Linked DNA regions of Zea mays: region 1 is linked to region 2. Evidence: chromatin contacts called from public Hi-C data. All regions are on one chromosome and are shown on one strand. Each heading gives the region's core, a stretch centred on a gene start, on an enhancer-like site or on the middle of the called end of the contact. The rest is flanking DNA. Distances are from core to core; before and after follow the strand shown. Region 1 holds the start of LOC100501159. Region 2 overlaps LOC100281219.

Region 1 (4,445 bases), core at 398-2,897, 200 kb before region 2:
GATTTAAACATCTTGCGACCTTTCCCAACCAACCCCACATGCCTACAAGCAGACAGCACAGCAGTGAAGGTAGTCGAACTTGGTTTATACCCATGTCTCAGCATCTGAGCAAACCCCAGTAAGGCATGGTAACCACAGCCATGGTCTGCAAAAGCTTGCACTATCGACGTCCATGTTATGGCATCCTTCTGTTCCAACCTTTTGAAGGCAAACCAGGCAGACATCAGATCTCCACTTCTTGAATACATTGTGAGCAGAGCATTTCCTAAGGAAGTTTCTGACAGGAATCCAAGTGCAATGACCAACCCGTGAATTTGCTTAACTTCGACTGTGCTCTCAGATATAACCAGGATACTAATTAATGTTCTAATGTTAGGAGACACTGCTGAATGGCGCATAAGTAGAAACATGTTTAAGGCTTCATGCTTACGCTCATTCTTCGAATATGCCTCAATGATGGTACTCCAGGTCACCAGGTCTTTTGCAAGCATTGAATCAAATAATCTCTGCGCCTCATTCAGCTGGCCATTGTTGGCATAAACGGTGATAATGGCATTCCATGCCGCAGTGTCCTTCGCTGGCATCCGATCAAAGAACTCTCTTGCCCTGCAAGCAAGTCCATTATTTGCCAAGCCAGCGACCATTGTAGTCCAAGAAACCACATTCTTGTGTCTGTGTGGCATCCTCTCAAACAACTGAACTGCTTCAGCCACTTTCCCAATGCTGAGAAAACCAGAAATCATGGCATTCCAGGAATACGAGTTCCTCTCAGGCATCATATCAAACAATTCCCACGCCTGCTGAATCTGCCCACAGTCAACGTAGGCCTTAACCATGGCCGTCCAAGCGACCACATTCCTCTGAGGCATCCGATCAAACATCTCCCTCGCCTCCCTGAGCATCCCATTGCGCGCGTACCCCTGCACCACCGTCGTCCACGAATAGTCATTCCGTTCAGGCATGACGTCAAACAGCTCCCGCGCCTCCTGAACGCGGCCGGCGCGGAAGTACCCGGAAACCATAGAGGTCCAAGTGACGACGTTCTTCACCGGCATCGCGTCGAACAGCTCGCGCGCGCGATCGACGCGGCCGGCCTTGGCGTACCCGTCGAGCATGGCGGTATCCAGATACAGCCCCCGGGCAGCCGCGGGCGCCGCGCCGAAGAGCGCCTCCGCGCGCGTCAGGTCGCGCTCCCTGAGTCGGCTGGCGACCATGGCGGCGTAGGCGTCAGCGCCAGGCGTCTCGTCGTCATCGAGCACGGCACGAGCGGCCGCGGCGCCGTGCTGCGGCCTGGGGTCGTGGCCGGTCGTCGAGCACACGTCGTCTTGGGCGTCGCGCTGCCACGGCGGGGTAGAGGGCTCCGCGACGGTACCGTGGCAGCGGAGAGCAGCGTTGCCGGTGGCGTCGCGCCTCCGCCGCGCGAGGCCGAGGGTGAGGGTGTCGTCGTTGCTGGTGTAGCGGGTGTCTCCACGGGCTCGTCGCCGCGGAAGCGGACGGTACCTGGAGACGGTGCTTTGGCGGCGGAGCTGCGAGCACCGGACGAGGAGAGGGATGACACGCCGGCGCCGGCGAAGCATTGGGAGGGAGGAGGATGTCGCCGACGGGCGCGGAGTTCTGCGGCCGGGTACAGGGTCCAATCTTGGACGATTCTGAGCCGTCCGATTGATTATGTGAGGCACACAATGGCGTGAAGCATTTTACGGATAAGCACCTAGAAATTAGTATTCCCTTCATACACGCCCTCTCCCAATTGGATTGGATTCGTTCTGGTGGTGGACTGCTGGTGGTAACGTCGCAAAATTTTGAATTTTTTTCCTGAACTGCAACTCGAAACACAGATTGGATTGGACGGTGAAATGGAAATTTCATCCTTATTCATTACGAAAACCTCCACCTGATGAACGAGGAGTCCGATAAATAAATATGGTACCGTGATCACGCAAAGCAAAATCCGATACATACACACCCAATGCAAATACTCAACAGTGAAGTGATGAAGGAACCTGCGTTGTCTCGACCAGGAGAGAAATCAACAAAGCATTAATGGCGGCGACGGCAGCAGCAGTAGCAGAGGCAAGCGACGTGGCCGCAGCGGCGACAAGAGCAGACGAGCAAGACGGGCCGGCCGGCGGCGTGGGACGTCTATACGAAGGCGTGCTTCTCCAGCAGCTTGAGGACGTCATCCTGGTTGTTGAGCTTGGCCACGTCGATGGGCGTCTTCCCGTCCAGGTTCTGCAGCGTCCTGCAGCAACAGGCAGATCGGCGGAGCTAGCTTAGCTAAGCTTTTTTATTTCAGGTGAGCCGCCCGCCAGCCGGCAGATCGGCGGGGCAAATACAGTAGACGGCTGGTGGCTTACACGGCGGCGCCGCTCTCGAGCAGGAGCGCGACGCAGTCCTTGCGGCCGTATCCGGCGGCGTAGTGCAGCGCGGTGTTCTTGTTCTTGTCGACGGCGTCCACCGCGGCGCCGGCCTCCAGGAGCGCCTGCGCGCACTGGAGCTCGCCGTAGCCGCACGCGAAGTGGAGGCCACGCCGCCCTTCCGAGTCCTCCTCGTCCTTGTCCGCGCCGTCCTCCAGCGCTTTCTTGAGGCCCTGCGTGCAGCTCCGGCGACCAGCAGGGGGTGTAGTTAGTCAGCACTCAGCAGTCAGCACCATGCATGTCGTGACCGTGCGTGCGTGCGTGCGTGACTGCGTGGCAGCGGCACAGACCTCGACGTCGCCAACGCTGGCGGTGTGGTGGACGATGGACTCGTCCTCGTACTCGCCTTCCTCCCCGGCGTCGTCCTCCGCCTCGGCGTGCTCTGCGCCGCCGGCCTCGCCGGACGGGCCGACGCCGACGCCCATCGCGCGGCCGAACTTCTGCAGAGCCTCAGGGTCGTTCCAGTACCTGAACCAAATTGAACACGCATCCCATCATTTGTTCATGGTATGGGACTTCTTCCTTCCCTTGCTGGAGCATCTACCGCTTGTACAAGGAAGAAAGGAATCCAAATCCAGCCAGCAGCTCACTCACTTCATCATGGCGGCGGGGCCGCCGGACTCGATCTCGTCGAGGATGGGCTTGAGCGTGGGGTCCTCCTTCATGCGCGCGACGCGGGCCTCCAGCTGCTCCTTGTGCGCCGGGTTGGTGAGGCCCCCCAGCATGGCGGACATGGCAGGGTCCTGCATCAGCGCGCTGCCTAGCCGCTCCGCCATGGCCACGAACTGCGGGTTCTGCATCAGCTGCTGCATCGTCGCCACGTACTTCTGCGGGTCCAGCTGCTGCTGCTGCTGCCGCGCCTGCTGCTGCTGTTGCTGCCGCGGGGACACCACCGTCTTCTGCAGCTGCTCCGCCATCTCCGTGAACGCCGGGTCCTTGGCGATCTGCTCTGCCATCTCCTTGATGCTAGGGTCCTGCCGCCGCACACAACTTAACATTATTTGTCAACCAAGAAAGACGTCGACCTCTTTCAGCCGTGGTAAGATCAAACTCGGCTAAATGTTGCAAATTTTGATTTTTTTTTTAAAGTCAAGTTTGTCATATGTATAGTTGCTGGCTTGCTGCTACCACTAAAAGTTTCATCTGGGACGTCTCGAGTTTTGCAAAAGCATCCGATGAGCAAATAACGGAGGAAGGCGACTCAGCAGCGTACATTGAGAAGGTTCATCATGGTGGAGAAGTCGAAGGGGTTGGGCGGAGCCCCGCCGGGCGCCGATGGTCCTGCCCTGCGCGCCGCCCCAGCCGGCTGAGGTTGCTGCTCCGCCGCCGGCGTAGGCTCCTCTGTCGCGACATCGGCAGCAGCAGCAACAACAACAGCGGTCTTCTCTTCTGCACAATATAATAACAATCACCGCCACTAGTTCGTCTTGAGCTGCTCGATTACTTCATTTCGCGGTTGCAAATCGCGCACGCGCCGATAACAGGACAGAAATGAAGAGAAGAGAAAGGATGGCATGGAGAGGAATGAAACCAGATCGCTGACCTTGCGCAGCCATGTCGGCAGCGGTGGGGAAGAAGGAGGAGGAGGAGGAGGCGCTGGCGATGAGGAGCGAGCGAGGATGACGATAAGGTGGGTGGCTCTGGCTGCAGCTGTGGAGAGGAGAGGAGAGGAGAGGAGAGGAAAGGAGAGGAGCTGAAGGCTGAAGCTGAGGAGGGAAAGCGACCGACCAGAGACGCCCACGCCGTGATTTGTCTTGTATAGCGTTTGAGTGATTGCCATTTGTACACTTGGATGATGGGTGCTGCAAGGAGCATCTCCTTTCACAATTCACAGAGAACCAGAGAGAGAGAGAGAGAGCGAGAGAGAGAGAGAGAGAGAGAGAGAGAGAGAGAGAGAGAGAGAGAGAGAGAGAGAGAGAGGGGTTTTCCAGGATCTCCATTGCAATTGCAAGTCTTCAGTGTTTTTCTTTTCATTTTTCAGATGGGAAATGTGAAATTCTTTTCCAGGATGTTTTTACAGGTGAAAAA
Region 2 (3,874 bases), core at 264-2,763:
TGCTTCCCAACGAAGCCTGCCCGAGCTGGGCTTCGGGCGAGTCGAGGGTGTGCCCGTTGCTTGAGGAGGCCCTCGGGCGAGGCGTGAATTCGCCTGGGACTACTGTTCCCGCCTGAGGCTGGGCTCGGGCGAGGCGAGATCGCGTCCCTTGAGTAGACGAAGCCTTGACCTGAATTGCGTCCATCAGTCTCTGCAGCTTGTGCTGATGGTGGTTACCAACCGTGTTTAGGAGTGTTGGGGGTACCCCTAATTACGGTACCCGACAAATAGGTTACCTAGTTTTGTTTACCCTACACCTTACATACAAATGAATTATTGGGTAGTCTTGCTATTGATCTACCTGGTTTTGAGATTAATGTTATATATGAATTATGATCATGTTCTATTATTATTGTCAATGGATTCTTTATTGTTCATGATAAGATCATTTTGTTAATTGGAACATAGAGCTTAACATGAAACAACAATGTTACCACAAGGGTGGTATGATACGATCTTGGCTAATTAATTAGGAAAGCTAGCATGGGTTAATCCTTTCCCGAAAAGGGCAACCGCGGGTGTGACGAGCTGTCGTTATAGGGAGGTTCTTGGGTCGATTTGTTTGTGATAGCTTTTCGCACAAGAAATTCATATTGCCCCCTTCTGACAGAACCGTAGTGTGTTCTCTCATGCCAGTGGAACTTTATAAAGGTCTCGTAGTGTACACTCGTCAACTCACCTTGGAAGTGTCTGAGGGTCCGTACAACCCCGGGCGAAAAGGGAAGACGACTTGTGGGTAAAGGATACTACATCTATAGAGTGTAAAACTGATATATCAGTCGTGCTCACGGTTATAAACGACTCAGAACTCTCGCATGATTAATTGTTGGGACAAAACTTAATCTATCATTCATTGCATTGCATTATGGGAATTTTTAATTGTGATATCTTATTTCATTGTGTTGATATCTACTTATACTTAGTAAGTGCTAATAAAATTTTGAACAACTTAATTAAAAACAATGCTTAACCTTAACCATTTTCCTTGTTAAGTCTTACATTACACATGAGCTCCCACCGTAAGTGAGCTTATATACATTATTCTCCACATTTGCTAAGCGATAATCGTATGGAAGCTCACCCTTACTATAATCACATCAGGTGAAGAGCAGGTACCACTGGAGGAGTATGAAGGATGATGTGATGAGTTCAGAGAGGTCTAGGTTGTCGTCTCCCTATAAACTATGGTTATGGAGGATCGTTGTCGTCATATGATGTATTTTACTTAGCTATTTTTGTATAGAATTCTATTTTATAATAAAGATATGCTATTGATTTCTATATCATGAGTCATCATATGTGTGAGACTATCCTAACACATTTGAGATGCATTTGGATTTGTCCTTACATCCGGATGTGACATCAAACCTGACCCAAAGTAAAAAAACACATAAAAACCTGACCCAACACATTCGACTGACGGGCCAACCCGACACTATACACGGTCAGACACGGGTCGTGCCAAACGACATACGACTGACCTTAACCTGACCCGAACCGATCCGACATTTGAACAGCGCCGCACGGCCCCCCACTCAACTGTAGCCAGCGCGAATACAGGGGAAAAGGTTTTTTAGAGGATTCAATTCTGGCCTTTTTGCAATGCAGTAATTTCAGATAATTATACAAGAATTTTATAAGAATTAGTTCATTTTCATAGAAGCCCATAGGAAACGGGGAAAATCCCGCATTCTAAAGGAGACCGTAATTGACATCCTATCAATTCCTTAAAAATTCCTATAAAATGACATCTTCCATAGCAATTTTAAAGGAAAAATAAGCATGAGATCCAACCTCATGTTTTCTTTCCTCTGTCTTGAATTATAAGATTTTTCATGCTCATTATACAAACACATATTTTATGACTCTCCTACGTTATAAATTCTTATAGGATTTCAATGATATGTGCATTTTAATCATGTGTATGTTTTGCTCGTGTTTTCTTTCCTTTGTGTCTTGTATTTCTATGTTTTTCTCGTGCATGATCTAAAATGATCTAAACACATGTTGATATTTTATGACTTTTCTATGTTATAAATTTCTGTAGCATTTTAATAGTATGAGCATTCTAATCTTATGTTTTTCTATTCTTGCGTTTTGAGAATCATGTGCTCCAAAGGAACCCTGAGGGTCTACAGTTACAACTTACAAACTGGTTCGCCGGTCCGCTTAAAAAGAGACAGAGCTTGTGTCAAACCATTTTCAGTAACTTCTAAGATTTTAGAAAAAAAAAATATGTCAGCATCTAGTCCAGAATACAAAATAAGAAATATTTCATGGCGGATTCATTGAAACAAATTCGATGCTACGTGATTTTTTCTATAAACTTGAACAGTGTGAGATGTGTATATTAGAGGTAAGCAACAAAAAAGTATTGCATATATACTAATAGTTCCATAATCCATACCAATTGTAGCTGACAACATTTTTTTGCAAGACAAAGCTACCAAAACGAGCAAACAACATAGTACCAGCGTTACAACAGCTCAAGGACCTAGCAGCAATGGGATGGGTATCTGATAGACTTACTGATCAACAACAGTAGAGCACAGCCCCTCAAGCGCAAATCTAAACAGAACAGGGCCGGCATAGACGATGTGGAGAAATTGTTGGTCTTCTATGGTGTCTCGTCTTCATGGTACAGGTAAAGGCCGAAACCGAACCTCGCGCAGGCTTTGCAGAACGCTGCCTCTTCTGCCGCAGACACGGGGTCGTCGAACCGTTCATCGCTCAGCGATGCTGTTCCAGCAGCCTCCCTGTGAACCTGCATCAGTGGAAACAGATACAAGTGATTCATTTCATTTTATGCCTGCAAATGAAACATCTCCTTCAGAACACAAACTGCATAGCCTAAAGTGTAATCGGGCATGGACCGCAGAATGTTCAAGCCATGGCGTCGGAGACAAACGAAGGGTTATGATCTGATCCGTTGCTGAATCTCAAAACCTTATGCCCTCTGCTGACATACCATATATAACAGGGTTCACTGTCACCCAGAGGCTTTACTGAGCAGGCCGAGAGTTCCTTGTGCCATTGTGTGGTATGAGTTTATGACTTAGCATGCATGTACCAAATCGTTTTATATCTGGTTAGTTGCAGAAAACGAATTCAGGCAACAGATATGGCTGGCTCTTATTAGAGCAACTCCAAGAGATCATGAAAAAAATGTTCCCCAAAATCTGGTATTGGGAGTTGTTGAAAAACAGATGATGCTAAAAAAAATGTGAACGCACATCAGACCCTTAAAATGTAAACCCTAAAATATTTGAACCATCAAATTGGGCCACGGATTCACTTGCTATTGGGCCGGCCAAGGATTGACACAGTACCAACAGCGCCGCCACATGGAGCATCCGTCCAGGAGCTGAAGAAAGAAACACTTTCTTCCCTTAGTAGGAACGGCCGAAGCACGTCAGTATCGTTTTTTTTTTTGCCTTTTCTCCTCCATGCGCATGATGATTGGTCTGACATTGTTTGTCCTTGAACCCAATGCACGCGCGAGGCAAAAAACGTGGGACGCAGCTACCTTGCGTGCACCGACAGGATTGGCAACGAGGTACACGACACGGAAATTTGTGGGAGCCAAGGCCGATTATGCGGGATGCTAAGTTAATGGGGACAAGAAAGTGTGTCTGTTGGAGCGCTTAAATTGAGCTTTTTCCCCAAAAAACATTTTACGGGTTGTTTTGCGGGTTCTCTTGGAGTTGCTCTTAATGGCCAGAAAATGGCACAGCAATGTGATTACACCTATGGTGGGAAATAGGCAAAGCCTGAATGAACCAAGGTACCGTTTGGTTCAAATATTTGTAACGTAATGGGTAAGTGATAACGTTAA

Evidence for each region. A called contact is a pair of places that touch in the nucleus more often than the background predicts.
Region 1: a Hi-C map of ear shows a contact between it and region 2, with 1.9 times the contacts expected there. The contact joins the promoter of LOC100501159 here to the enhancer-like site in region 2. A contact is called at or near these places in 3 of 25 Hi-C or Micro-C datasets (ear, leaf and tassel).

What each region holds. Positions count from the first base shown.
Region 1 is chr1:305,652,098-305,656,542 of Zm-B73-REFERENCE-NAM-5.0, reverse strand. It overlaps LOC100501159, which reads right to left and starts at 1,647. Exons shown (of 1, transcript NM_001195955.2): 1 at 1-1,647. The coding sequence starts at 1,577. It overlaps LOC100272888, which reads right to left and starts at 4,156. Exons shown (of 6, transcript NM_001147341.2): 1 at 3,961-4,156; 2 at 3,631-3,806; 3 at 3,012-3,391; 4 at 2,708-2,885; 5 at 2,358-2,590; 6 at 1,788-2,242. The coding sequence starts at 3,973. The coding sequence ends at 2,143.
Region 2 is chr1:305,453,145-305,457,018 of Zm-B73-REFERENCE-NAM-5.0, reverse strand. LOC100281219 reads right to left here. Exons shown (of 4, transcript NM_001154138.1): 4 at 2,393-2,803. The coding sequence ends at 2,657. Among protein-coding and RNA genes, the nearest start is that of LOC100281219, 10 kb to the right of the region's middle. Within about 2 kb of position 1,513, at least 9 of the 20 cell types and tissues checked have an H3K27ac peak or open chromatin away from gene starts, as enhancers often do. A contact at or near this core is called in ear and tassel, where this site is marked.